Linked DNA regions of Gossypium hirsutum: region 2 is linked to region 1. The links are chromatin contacts, called in public Hi-C maps. All regions are on one chromosome and are shown on one strand. The core of a region is the stretch at or near the end of the contact, and the rest is flanking DNA. Distances in the headings are between cores, read along the strand shown. Region 1 has its middle 4.3 kb from the start of LOC121232242. Region 2 holds the start of LOC107953094.

Evidence for each region. A called contact is a pair of places that touch in the nucleus more often than the background predicts.
Region 2: a Hi-C map of leaf shows a contact between it and region 1, with 2.3 times the contacts expected there. The contact joins the promoter of LOC107953094 here to the enhancer-like site in region 1. A contact is called at or near these places in 3 of 34 Hi-C or Micro-C datasets (all in leaf).

The regions. Positions count from the first base shown.
Region 1 is chrA07:26,118,292-26,121,242 of Gossypium_hirsutum_v2.1, reverse strand. No RefSeq gene overlaps it. Among protein-coding and RNA genes, the nearest start is that of LOC121232242, 4.3 kb to the left of the region's middle. Within about 2 kb of position 1,507, at least 9 of the 9 cell types and tissues checked have an H3K27ac peak or open chromatin away from gene starts, as enhancers often do. A contact at or near this core is called in leaf, where this site is marked.
Region 2 is chrA07:26,438,810-26,441,760 of Gossypium_hirsutum_v2.1, reverse strand. LOC107953094 reads right to left here and starts at 1,383. Exons shown (of 12, transcript XM_016888316.2): 1 at 183-1,383. The coding sequence starts at 696.

The DNA.
Region 1 (2,951 bases), core at 258-2,757:
TTCTCAAGCATAAACTTTATATATATGAGTTGCTAACAATTTTTAATATTCAAGAAATAAAAGATCAAATCTCAAGCATAAAGTCTCTCTATTTGACATTTTTAAACAAAAACTTAACAGTAAGGATAATCACCTCAACACTTCCTTTTAATCCATTAACTCAGTGCTAAAACTAAACCATGGAATCAATTATAATGCAAAGGAATAAAAGCATTAACAATTTACTCCAGTAAAGAAGACCCACGGCATTCAGAACTACAACAACATCTATATACCCTGAGTTTCTTTTATCGTTGCAACTAGAAGGGGAGGAATAAGTTGAATACAGATCACACAATGGTCTTGTAAGTGCTGAAAAAGTTGGGTGCTCAATAGCCCTGCAAAAATTAGAGGAACATCATTGTACTCAGAAACTACTTAAAAATTAGAGGAACTGGAAATGCTCTTAGTCCACTTCAGCTCAACATCTACTGTCTCCATGAAAAAAAAGGATTATTTAACCACTGGTGAAGCTAAAATCTCCACATGGGACGCTACTAATCTGCTATCCTATATGAAAGCTCAAAAACGCCCCAAGCAAGTTAACAGACATCCATGAATGCCTAATAAAATCGACAATGGAAACACAATACAACAATAGTAAGAATAGTTATGGGGTTTCTAAAATCCACGGTAACGTAAATGATGATAATCATTAACTATACAAAAAGAAGTGAACATTAGAGTATTAAGCTTAATTCGTTTAAGAAATTCAGCAACCCTAAAATTACACAACAAAATGCGATAAAATAAAGTTAAAATTCCAACTAAGGAATAAACAAATAAAAAAACGATAAGAGATAAGAAATGAATCGGGTCAATCGCATCTACTAACTGAAGCTTTGAAGGTAGAAATGTTGAGATTTTTATACAGAAAATAGCAAGAAAATTAAAAGGGAAAGCTTCCCTGTAGTGAAGAATTGGGGGTCGAGTGGTGTAGGGAAGAAGAGGATGAATTTTCATCCTTCTTCCGATTTCTGGAAAATCCAGCAAAAAACCACCAATTTCATAAAAAACTTGAAGCTTTTGGGTGACTCACCAACAGATCTATGGAGCAGAAAGATGGAGAAGGAAGATGCTGAGAGACAGAGATGGCAAGGCAGAGATGAGGAGAGGCGGAAGCTTTGAGGAATGGAAAATGTCTGCTGCTTAGAAGAGAACAGAAAATGTCTGCTTAGAGAAGAATGGAAAATGTCTTACCAATTTTGAAGCCGTAAGACAATTTCCGGAGGAATGGGCTTGATTTTACCGTGTTTTGGAAAATGGTTTCCTAAAGGAATTCATTTTCCCCCAAACAAACACCGGAAATGATGTAAAATATTTTCCAGAAACCATTTTACAGCAAACAAACGCACCCTTAGTGTGGGAATTTCAGCCGAAGTTGATGCGGGGGTTAGTAGGCCGAATAGTGGAATGGACCGGGCATATGAGGATGTTGCCAACATGGGCCTGGTGTTGGGTTTGGGTCAAAGGGAGGGTCAAGTTGGGCTGGTAGATATTGACGAAAGATTGGACTCTCTTAGGTTTGAAGGGCATCTTACGGGCAGGGAAATTCTTCCTGTCGAAGATCAGATTTTCCCGATCGATAATTTTAATTTAGCAACTCCAGAAGCAGAGGATAGGGACATAAGCCAAGAGGTAGAAGAGGAATTTTACAACACTATTAGAAGTAAGAGGAAGAAGAGACAGTTTAATAAAAGAATTATGTCAATGCAAGCCATTCAAGACGGGGTGTTGTCTTCCAAAGAAATTCAAAGAAGAGATCGAAATAGAAGAAAGGGCAAGAGCAGCGCAGAGCCAGGAAGTGAAGACAAAGTGGTTAACCTCTCTTTGTCCGATTCAGAATTAAGCAACAGGAGAAAGGTTATTCTTAGAGAGGTGAAGCAGACTTGGGAAGTTGGGAAGAAATTGGGGCTTAGGGTGCTGGGAGAAGAAAGAGACGTTATCGAGGAAATTATGAGGCTTGAGGAGCAACAGTAAAGGAGGTCGGGTATAGCTGTACATATTTGCCAATCAGGTGAGTTTTTTCCTGTACTAAGATTGTGTGGACGAGTTTTTAATTGGGAAAAATGAAAATTGTATCGTGAAATATTAGGGGGTTGGGTTCTGATGGTAAAATAGTTGCGATTAATAGATTAGTCAGAATTCATAGGGTGAATGTGTGTTTTCTACAAGAAACTAAGCTTGAGAAAGTGTCAGGAGATTTAGTTAGAAGAATATGGGGCGAAGATTATTTTGAATTCCGATTTGCTGCTGAAGTAGGACGTTCAGGTGGTCTTATTACCATATGGGATAAATCAAGTTTTATAACGAGAAAGGTTTACTGTACTAACCGTTTAATTGTGGTGGAAAGGAATTGGTGTTGTGAGGGGTGGGAAGGGGTTCTGATTAATGTGTACACGCCAAATGGGTTGCTGGAGCAGAAAATTTTTTGGGTAGAAATATTAGAGGTTAGGGATAGGTTCACATATTTTTGGATTGTTGGGGGAGACTCTAATGCAATTAGGAACAAAAGTGACAAAAGTAATTGTGTAGGTTTATTAAGAGGGTCGAAGGACTTTTTGAGCTCTTTAGAGAGATGTAAATTGGTAGATTTGCCTTTGTTGAGGAGGAAATTCACTTGGTATGGCCCAGAGAATAAGAAGAGCAGACTGGATTGGTTTTTGGGTAGATGAAGTTTGGTTCAAAAAGTTCGAGGTCATTCAACAGCAGGGGTTAAATCATTCTGTTTCAGATCACATCTCGATTTTATTATCGTACGGTTCTGTGGAATGGGTCCAAGATTGTTTAAGCTTTTTAATGCGTGGGTTCATAACAATGAGTGTATGAGTATTATCAGAAACGAATGGGGTTTGTTGGGTAATTCGAATGGTAGGGATTCAGGGAAATTGAAGAAACTCAAAGGTGCTCTT
Region 2 (2,951 bases), core at 134-2,633, 320 kb before region 1:
AAACAGAAGTTGAATGAGCAAAGGTTATAGAGAATCCCCTTCTAAATGAGCAAAAAGTAGTTGAATTAAATGTTTCCGCATCAGAATAACATAATTTAATAATAAATTACAATGGCATGCAAAAAGACAGTAAATTAATAGCTTTTTTGACAGCATGGAAATGGAAGCAAAGCAATGATTACCGACAAAATGACCACGGAGCTCAATATCTGGGGCTTCCCACCCTCCATATGGCTTCCCAGGCGTTGGCAAATTTGCAGTTTTCCTAAAACTCCAAACCAAATTATCCACATCCAGCATCAATAAATACTTCAAGTTGGTCTCTTGTGCTCTTCCTTGAATCGAATCTGAATCCAATCTAACGTCATGCAGAGATATCTCCTTCAAGAAATCTCCACCCACCTTGAAACTACCAGGATTCTTCATTTTCTTATACATCATTGACCAACTCAGTTCATCAGCTTCTTGTCTTAAGATTTTCCTTGGTAATAAATCAGACCAAGCGGAGTCATCAGTTGGGATCAAGTGGTAATGAGCAAACATCTCTTGTTTCCATGTCTCGTTATGTGATTTCAACAGTTGGTAACGAAAAGTATGCGATGAAAGTTGAGTTGGAGTGTTGGTACACTCCTTGCTCAAAACACTCCCAATTACGGATAAAATAGCTAATACTTGAAACAGAGTAGAACCCTTCATTTTTCTTTCAACGAAAACTTCAAAGAAAAAAAAAACCAAATATTTCTATAGAATTAAATTAAAGATGGTAGCGAAACTGAGACAAGGATCAAAGAAGTTCTCCAAGAACACCAATGAACATTATCCAAAACCCAGAAAGGACAACCAAAAAAATGTATTGAATTGAATATTCCCAACACAGTAAAAATCATTAAGACCCCATTAGAATAATAATAATTTTATATAGGTTGCAACTTTATTAACAAATTACCCAGAAACCTAAAAAGAAGCAGCTAAGACCCCAACTTCAAGCTAAGAAGGATAGAAGAAAAGAATTATAGTAGGAATAGTTTAAAGCATAGCGCAACATGTGACTCCCGATTCTCTTCATTTATACAAAAAAAAAGAAAAGAAACAGAGCAGAGAACCCCAAGCATTCAAACAAAGTTAGAAAGACATCTCGTGAAAGGTAAGAAATGTTTTTATCTTTTTTTATGCTTTAAAATTGGATAAAAAATAATTGAAATACAAAGATTTTTTATAGGGGGAAGAGTCAGAGAATTATCACGGGTAATAAGTCATTTTCCAAGGGGGTTTGGTTTGTCGACTGAGTCAGACACAGAGACAGAATCGGCATTTCTAGTTTTACAGTGAAAGAGAATCACGAAGCAAAGTAAAGGAGAATCTCCGTGATCTTAAGTGAAACCCATCCATTTATTTCAACTGCCTTCGCTTAAAAGTCAGGATTTTTTAGGTCTAATTATGGTTTTAGTCCTTTACTATGTTGAATTTCAAATTTAATCTTATTCTATACTGGTAGATCCAACTTGATGACGTTATTAATTGTTCTTTTATGGTTATTGGTGCACTTAAGGCAGCTAGAAAATTTAGTTAGAATTTAAACATATTCATTTAATAATTAACAACTGTTTAAGATTATTTTTCCTACCAACAATCTCTTAATCCAATAGTAAGAGTATAATGTTGTAGAAATAATTTCATTAAAGTATACAAATTAAATCTAAAACATTTGAAGGAGGATTACAATAAGAATTATGCCTTTTTGTTTTTTCGCTTTCTCTAGTTTTTGTTACCATAATTCTGTGCCATCCATGCGTTTTTTAAGGCTTAATTGCCACGTTGAGTCTGGGTTAAACTTGTTATTCAACATTTAAATTAATTTAACAACAACAATCATTTTAAATGTATTATTTAAAAATAAATAAATTTTATTGTCTACGTGTAAATACTTAAATACTGTTTTTAATGCAATAGAATGTAAGTTTGTATGTTGAAGTGAATTATCTTTTTATTTATGAATGGATTAAGAGATTATACTTAATTTTAGGTGTTGTATAAAAAATTTAATCTATTTTAATCATTTAAACTTGCTTGTAAACTTTTTTTTCTTTTTACCGATATTATACCAATAATATCCCTTAATTGGAGATGGAATCCATTCCAAGGCTGACATATTATTGTTGTAATTGGTTTTTTAACTTTTTAACAACTTTTTAATGTTTGACTGGGATTAAATTTTTGAATCAAGATGTTTTCAAAATTTGAAAAATCTGTAAAATTTGTAGAACGTAATTTTTTATAAATTAAAAATTAAATTATATCCGATTACCAGAACAAACCAATCATTGAAATATTGAAGAGAAAAAGAACATCTATTTTGAAATAAATAAATAAATAATAAATCAAGTTAGTGATTTATAGATATCGAAGAAAGAGAAAATATATCGTATAAGTTAATAAAGTCGTGATTTTTTTTTTAAATCATGGAGTTAAACACAATTTGGCACTATTCTTTTTTAGATCCCTTCAAGCTTGGGATTCTATTTGTTTTCTCATCCTCTACTTGTTTTATTTTTTATTTTTTGGTAAAACAATTTTCAAGTTATTTAATTTGAGGTTCCTTCTATTATTTGAAATTAAAAATTCTAATAAAAAATTGACATCTGACATCCTACAAAGTAATATTTAAAGTACCCAAATAGACATTTTCAAAGTGGATATACCATATCAAATGATATAACAAAATACAGGGACCAAATATGGTATTATTCATTTTTCTTTTTGGGCTTTCTTTTCTTCACTCCAAATCACACGTGCCAAATCATTAGAGAGAGAGAGAGAGAGAGAGAGAGAGAGAGAGAGAGAGAGAGAGAGAGAGAGAGAGCTAGCTGTAAACAGAAAGGGGCAGCCAAATATTAAACGGTGCCGTAAATGTGTGTTGGTTTGTTATAGAATCTTTGTTGGACCATCACTAT